Linked DNA regions of Mus musculus: region 1 is linked to region 2. A link is a contact called in public Hi-C data. All regions are on one chromosome and are shown on one strand. Each heading gives the region's core, a stretch centred on a gene start, on an enhancer-like site or on the middle of the called end of the contact. The rest is flanking DNA. Distances are from core to core; before and after follow the strand shown. Region 1 has its middle 15 kb from the start of Gm30896. Region 2 overlaps Gm26627 (a long non-coding RNA gene).

Region 1 (3,636 bases), core at 311-2,810, 140 kb after region 2:
CCCTGATTGAACCCCTGCTGGGTCCAATGTGTGTCATCAGGTTAGGGAGGGGGAAAATGTCCCCAGTCCTGCCTTCCCAGAGCTTCCAGCCAGCCCATGGAGAGGCCAGGGTGAAGTAGCATGTCTGAAAGTAACAGGAGGAAGGAATTCTAGAAAAGGACAGTGGAAGAGAAGGTGAAATATGAAGATATGGAGGCTGAGTTCCTGGAACGGTAAGTAGGAAGACATGGTGGGAGCGGAGGGGACGGGGAAGTGAGCCTGTAAAAGAAGACCAGATGCAACTGTATTAATTCCTGTGTGTCCAATATGGCGCCATTCACAGCTCATGCAGATATAAAGCATGGTAAGAAATGACTGTATCTCATGAAAGAGAGCAAATACACCGAATAGAGCCAAATCAGTGCAGAAGAGAGGGGTTTCAGTGCTGAGCTGAGACACCCCAAACTCCCAGCGGAAGCAGGAGAATAGGGAAGGCTTCAGTGAGAATGTTTTCAGAGGAGACATAATTAGCAGTGTATCTCTGGATGTGTTTGATGCAGAAAATAAGAGGAACTAGAGAATTATAGTCTCTCTTTTTTATACTCTTCTATGTTTAAGACTCTGTGCTTATATAAGACTCTGAAGAGCCTTAGCTTACCCGGGACCCCCTGAGTGAACGATGCAGAGCCAGAATCGATGCAAAAAGCAAGAGGAATTTATTGTTCCAATGCACTGGGGTTAGCCCACACCTGAAGGAGAGGAGGCAAGTTCTGGCAAGTTTTTATATGGTTTCCAGGGATAGAATAAAGCATCAGCAACTAGGCAAAATATGATTGGTGGATCAGTGCTTTAAACTGATTGGTCTTTAGGGAATGAGGTAGTAGGGGCTTACTCAACATCTCCCTTCTGGCCTATGTGCTCTCTGACCTGTCTCTTCCAGGAAGGTGTGTGTGAGTGTGTGTGTGTGTGTGTGTGTGTGTGTGTGTGTGTGTGTGTATGTCCGATGGAATTTTCTAATGGCTGAGCTGACCTCTTCAATAACATGACATAGTGGCACATGCCTTTAGTCCCAGCACTTGGGAAGCAGAGGCAGGCAGATCTTTGTGAGTTCAAGGCCAGCCTGGTCTACATAGTGAGTTTAGGACAGCCAAAGGTACATACACCCTGTCTCAAAGAAAGAAAGAAAGAAAGAAAGAAAGAAAGAAAGAAAGAAAGAAAGAAAGAAAGAAAGGAAGGAAGGAAGGAAGGAAAGGAAGGAAGAAAGAAAGGAGTCTGTGCTGATAGATACCAGACTAGAGGGACAAAGTTGATTGTATCCTGTCCAAGTGGGTCACCAGCAGCTCAGTCCCATTACAGGGAGGCAACTGGAGGCAGGTTAAAAGTTGTACCAACCCCCACCCCTATTTTTCTCATTCATCTGCTCGCTGCATTCTATCCATTGGACTGGTTTCTCTCTGCCCTGCGGCGGCATCTTTTAGGCCAGGATCGAGGTTCTCCCAGTTTTTGGCCTTGGGCTAACTGCCTCGTTAGAGCTTTTAAACTGCTGCTGCTCCTGTAAAGGCCTTTGAGGCACATTAACTTCGTAGTCAGTTACTCAGTAACTCGCTGCAGTTCCCAGCCATGCGGAAAGGAAAGGAAAGGCCTTACAGACACTCTGCATTCGCTTCGCTTCACTAACAGCGCTGGAAGAAAGCCTCTTTCTAAAGGTGAATTCCAGTAGGAACAGCCAACCTGAAGCAACAATCTGAACCTACAGGGAAGCTCTGTTCCCCCTCCCTCTCCCCTCCCCTCCCCTTCCCTTCACCCTCCCCTTTCTCCAGCCCCAGGCCCAAGTTCACAAAATCCCATCCCCACCTCCCATCCCCTGGCCCAGCACTGCACCAAAGACTCTGCAATTTCAAGTTTACTCTTTTTTTTTATATATTTATTTATTTATTTATTTATTATTTATATGAGTACACTGCAGCTGTCTTCTGATATACACCAGAATAGTGTGTTGGATCCCATGACAGATGGTTGTGAGCCACCCTGTGGTGGCTGGGATTTGAACTCAGGACCTCTGGAAGAGCAGTCAGTGCTCTTTTTTTTTTTTTTAAAGATTTATTTATTTATTATATGTAAGTACATTGTAGCTGTCTTCAGACATTCCAGAAGAGGGAGTCAAATCTCGTTACGGATGGTTGTGAGCCACCATGTGGTTGCTGGGATTTGAACTTTGGACCTTTGGAAGAGCAGTCGGGTGCTCTTACCCACTGAGCCATCTCACCAGCCCCGCAGTCAGTGCTCTTAACCACTGAGCTATCTCTCCAGCCCTCAAGTTTTCTCTTAATGTACTTTCCCCCCTCTAAATGCTTTACTTTAGGGACAAGGAAAATCAGAAGAATTTCTGTTTTCCAGCCCCACAAGGAAACTCTGAACTGGCTTGTGCCCCTCCTGTAACCAGAATGAATCCCTCTGCTGGATGGGGCTGTGGGGGATTATTTTAAAAAGGACCCCGGTAAACATCCTTTTGCCCAGCAAGGCAAGAGTGAGCCTTCTTTCCATGGAACTTCATTATCTAGCTCCAAAAGTGACCTGTATGCAAATTTCCAGGAAGGCAAAGCTTACTGATTTCATAGCAGACTTAGCTGAGAAGGTGGCCCCAGGAAAGTAATAGCACCATGCACGTGCCCAGCAGGTAGCTCTCAACCCTAGCTTGGCATGAGAATTGTTATCACAAACATTTTTGTCTGTGACAGTGGGCTCAAACCCAGGGTTTCATGCATGCTCGGCAAGTGCGGGATACACTAAACCTTTGTACCTTAGAATTATTAGAAGACTGATTTTGTTTCCTTTTATATTTTGAGTCAGGGTCTCCTGTAGCTCAGTCTGTCCTCCAACTCCCTATGTAGCCCAGGGTGTGTGCCCTTGAACTTCTGATCTTCTTTCTTTTATGGCCTAAGTGCTGATGTGAACTACCATGGTCTGCTGGACTAACAATTAAAATATAGATGTGGGTAGTGCCTGAGCTACGTTCCTCACTCATGTCTGTTAGACGATTCATGAACACCATGACCATTGGTCCAATTCACACGCCCTCTGCTTGTTAAATCACTGGCCCTAGGGTCCATTGAATGGGAGGAAATTGTTCTCCTCTGGTTTGAACCTGGAATGTCCCCTGAAGGGTCATATGTTAAGGCCAGCTGCTTCCATTTGGGTGAGGTGATTTCCTGAAGCTCTGAGTCAGTGGATTAATCCCTTCATGTAATACAGTGGTATTATTGGGAGCCAGGGCTCTGATAGTAGAAGCAGGTCCATGAAGCCAAGGTATATCACCTGGAAGGATATACCTTGTCTCACCCCCTACTCTGCTTCCTAGCCACCGAGAAATGAGTTGTCAGATAGACCATTCCTTTTTGCTGCTAGTCTGCCTTACCATAGGCTAGAAACACTGGAGCCAGTTGAACATGGACTTGAAACCTCTGAAACCATCGCCCAAGATAAACTCTCTCCCTTTAAATTGCTTTTCTCAAGTATGTGTCAGAGCCACAAAAGTCAGATATAGGTGCCTTTGTTTGTTTGTTTGTTTGTTTGTTTTCAAGACAGCGTTTCCCTGTGTAGCCCTGGCTGTCCTGGATTTGCTTTGAAGAACAGGCTGGCCTTGAACTCACAGAGATC
Region 2 (4,099 bases), core at 1,596-4,095:
TAGGTGTGGCCTTTTTGGAAGAAATGTGTCACTGCAGGTGGGGCTTTAAGGTCTTAGATGCTCAAGCCAGGCCCAGTGTCTCTCCCTTCCTACTGCCTACTGATCAAGATGTAGAACTCTCAACTACCCCTCCACCACCATGCCTGCTTGCCTGCATTCTGCCATTCCTTCTGCTATGATGACAATAGACTAAACCCCTTAACTGTAAGCCAGTCTCAGTGAAACATTTTCCTTTATATGAGTTGCCATAGTCATGGTGTCTCTTTACAGCAAGCAATAGAACACTGATTAAGACAGTCCAGAAGAGTGGTCACTAAAGCAGCTGAGAACCAACAGAATGTGGGACCTGCCCTATGGAATGGCTGCTGTTGTGTTTATTCCTGTCATATACCCTGTGTGCAAGACACTGGGCCTGCTGGTCTTCATTCCAAGCAGTGTGCTTTGTTGCTGACAGTGTATCAAGTCCACTTTACAAATGGGAGCTCTGGGATGCAGAGAGACTGAACAAAAGCTAAGGCCAAGCATCTAGCATCACCAGACTGCAGTGACAGAAGACACTGATGTGCAATTGGCTTTAGATCCCCGTGTTTCGCTTCCCAGTTGCTGTGCACCTCTGGTAAACCACCTCCTCTTTCAGAGTCTCTGCCTCTTCAGGTGAAGAGCAAGCAGACACCTGCTCTGTGCATGAGAATGAAATAACGGCCTCAGGTTTAGTGACAGCAGGATGTGTGAAATGCTCATAGGTTGATTTGTGCCCCCCTTTCCCAAATTCATGTATCGAAATTCTACCCTCTAGTGCTTCAGAATGCGAGCGTCTTTGGAGAGAGGGCCACTGCATGTGTAACTAGTTAAGTTGAAGTCATTAGAGGGCCCTTCCTTAACACAACTATAGAAGGGAAGGTTTTGCAGGCTGAAAGTTTAGCTCAGTGGTATAGGTTTGCCTATCATGCACAGAGGCCCTGGGTTTGATCCCCAATACTGCAAAAGAGGGGAACATTTAGGTGCAGAGGTATGTTCTCAGAGAAGAGATCTTGACTTTTGAAGATAAAGACAGATGTCTGGGTAACATTTCTACAAGCAGTAAGTCATCAAAGACAGTAATGAATGCACAGGGGTGGGGGGAGATTTAGCTCAGGGGCATCTAGCAAGTGCCAGGCCCTAACACTGTAAGAAGCGGGGTGGGGTATATAGAAGGACATCAGTGGGTAACAGTACTCGCTTCACAAGCATGAGGGCCTGAGCAAGAAATCCCAGCACACACTTGTGGCGAGAGCGAGCCTCACAACCTGAGTGTGATGCCTAGAATCCGTGCTGCTAGATCCTGAAAGATATCCTCTGACTACAAGAGCATCTCAGCTCACCTGCAGTTCCCCGTGTACGTACTACATACACACACACTCACATTTACCCACATACACACACACATACACTCACACACACACCCTCACTCACATACATTTATATATATACACTCACACCCACATAAACATACACTCACACACTCATATACACTCACACCCATATTCACACACACTCACATACACACCATACTCATAGACACATCCACACATATCCACACACTCAACACACAACAATAATAGTAAATAAAGTTAAACATTATTCTAGCTGGGTGCACACCTTTAAACCTAGCACTCAGGAGGCAGAGGCAGGCAGACCTTGGTGAGTTCAAGCCCAGTAAGGTCTACAAGAGTAAGTTTCAGGATAGCCAAGGCTATGCAGAGAAACCCTGTCTAAAAACAATAAAAAGTAATCCAGGCAGTGGTGCATACCTTTAATCTCAACCTTCAGGAAAGAGAGGGAGGCAGATGCTATGAATTTGAAGTTAATCTGGTGTACATAGCAAGTTCCAGTCACATAGTGAGACTTTCTCCCCATGCCTCTCCCCAAATAAATAAAATAAAATCTACTGTTAGTTTCCAAAAAAAAATCATCAAATTAGTTATAAATAGATAGATAGATAGATAGATAGATAGATAGATAGATAGATAGATAAAATTTAACCTCCTACGCATAGAGATTTAAGCTGGAGAAGGTGCCAAAATCCATGGAGTTAATTAGCCAGGACCTCAGCTAACTTCTTCAGTAAATGGGGATACTAGAAACCTCTCCAGCCTAGTGACTGCCTGCAATCAAAGATATCAAGATGTCACATGCGCTTAATGTGTCTGGCATATATTGAGATCTCAGTGTGATCTTGTATCTAGAATCTGCTACTGCACAGCAAAGCTCTGTAGAGTTGTGAGCTAATATAGAAGACCCTGGAAGAGGCCTGAGCATGTGTCTCTTCTCCCCATTCTCCCTGTACCTCCATCGCCGAGAAATGGCTCCTGGTCAAGCATCAAGGCCTGCCAGCATCTCTATGGCTTTGGCAGTGCCAGTGAGGAAGAGAAGGCTGGGAAACAGGGAAGGCTATGTCAGAAGGACCGCCCCATATGGGCAGAAGGTCTCCATAGTCTCTGGGCCCTTCAGCTCCATCATGGCTCCAGTGTGCCCAACACCACAGATTGGCAGGGCATCAGGGTCTTAGCTTGGAGAACTTTAGAAATCGCTGAGGACCCAGATAGATCACTGGCCTTCAAAGAACTCAACTCTAGGTCTACTCTAGTGAGGCCTGGCACCCTCTTCTTCCTTGTAAGCAAGAAAGGAGAGGGCCCTGGCCTCTGAGCCTCCCCAGGGGACTTTAGCTCCCAGGTTCTCTGCTTTTTTTTCACTCTGAAGAGATCCTCAGCTGGTTCCTGTGGGGACAACCCACGAACACTGCCAGAATCCCAAAAGTCCAAAGTTTACAGGCAGACTTCTTTTTCCTTTTCCTCCGTGCCAAATGCCTGTCCTGTGAGCCACAGTGCAGGACTGGTGGCAACAGGGAGGCCCTGGCCCTTTAGTGACAGAGTGCAGCAATGGGGAGGGAAGTTATTTGGGGGTAATGTTTATGCTGAGTTTAGCAGATTCTAAACCCAAATTCAGGGACTGTGGGAGGTGTGGCCATCTAACCCAGTAGAGTCTGAGCGCCTTTCTAACCAGGCCAAAAGTGGAGAGGGTGCTAACACCGAGGCAGACCCAAGGAAGGCTGACAGGAGACGAATCGCACAGGAAAGTGAGACATCTGCACCTCAGCTGTTTAAAGGAAATAATGAGAAAGGCAAGCCCTAGTGAGACCCCTGGGTCTGGGGTGTAAATAGGGAGATACAAGATGTCAGGAAATGCTGGAGTTTGGGTTGGGGTGGTGGGGGCATTCCTGAAGGTTTAGGGCCAGCTTGAGCAAGGCCCAAACAAAGGAGTAAAGTCAAAATGGAGTCCACTCAGGACATCACGAAAAGGAGAGGTGACCAGCAAGAGAAAGGGAAGTAGCTTTTCTTTTTTTAGTGAGACAAAGAAGCAGAGAGCCGGTGCCCCGGGGTGGCGGTGGTGTCTACTCAGCTTCCTCGGCCCCAGGTTGTGGGAAGAGAGACTGAGTGTGGGTGGGCAAAGGTGAGGACCCGAGGTCCAAGGGGCCCATGTGACCGTTCTAGCTGAGTGGGGGACTTCCACATCATACCTCAGAAGGCTGAGGAAGCAGCAGTTCATAGAAACAGAGAGGAAGCTGGCTGCAGTGTCCACAGCACAGGTCATAACACTACTGGAACATTCCAAGCCAGGGAGCCACATCAATCTCTGCTCTGGCTCTCCACTGAATTCAGGCAAAGCTGCCTGTGTGGTGCCCCTCAAAGCTCACCCAGTCCTGCTACCTGAAAGGTGTTGAGCCTCATTGTCTCGCCCCACAGACTGGAAACTCCAGCACAGGGAGTTTGTCTTTCTATCCTGGCAGGGGCTTCGGTGAGCATCTGACATCGTCCATGTGTGACAGGGATGGGACCATCTCACTTCAGGGATGGAAAGCTGGCTCCAGCACAGGAGGCGTGTCATGTCTCACAATTCCTGGGATTTGATGCCCCATTGGACTCACAACCTGATGTCACACTCGCAAGTTCCCAGACAAACAGGCCAGTCCAGAGAACCTGCAAAGCCCAGGCCAGAGAAAATGGGGTTGGGCAACAACGGCAGCTGGCATTTCTCAGGCCCTGTCTAAAGTGGGCTGGCC

Evidence for each region. A called contact is a pair of places that touch in the nucleus more often than the background predicts.
Region 1: a contact with region 2 is called in a Hi-C map of liver, with 2.8 times the contacts expected there. The contact joins two enhancer-like sites. A contact is called at or near these places in 11 of 39 promoter capture datasets (the HPC-7 cell line, embryonic stem cells, epiblast stem cells and 6 more), 4 of 15 datasets of contacts at CTCF or cohesin (CD8 T cells, the G1E-ER4 cell line, the NIH/3T3 cell line and 1 more), 48 of 484 Hi-C or Micro-C datasets (the AML12 cell line, the AtT-20 cell line, B cells and 27 more), 9 of 115 datasets of contacts at active chromatin or transcription factors (CD8 T cells, bone marrow-derived dendritic cells, bone marrow-derived macrophages and 2 more) and 3 of 9 other capture datasets (adipose tissue, liver and pancreatic islet).

The regions. Positions count from the first base shown.
Region 1 is chr6:29,659,296-29,662,931 of GRCm38.p6, forward strand. No RefSeq gene overlaps it. Among named protein-coding and RNA genes, the nearest start is that of Gm30896, 15 kb to the right of the region's middle. Within about 2 kb of position 1,561, at least 19 of the 459 cell types and tissues checked have an H3K27ac peak or open chromatin away from gene starts, as enhancers often do. A contact at or near this core is called in liver, where this site is marked.
Region 2 is chr6:29,520,051-29,524,149 of GRCm38.p6, forward strand. It overlaps Gm26627 (a long non-coding RNA gene), which reads left to right. Exons shown (of 3, transcript XR_868831.3): 3 at 3,827-4,099. Among named protein-coding and RNA genes, the nearest start is that of Irf5, 4.5 kb to the right of the region's middle. Within about 2 kb of position 2,846, at least 11 of the 459 cell types and tissues checked have an H3K27ac peak or open chromatin away from gene starts, as enhancers often do. A contact at or near this core is called in liver, where this site is marked.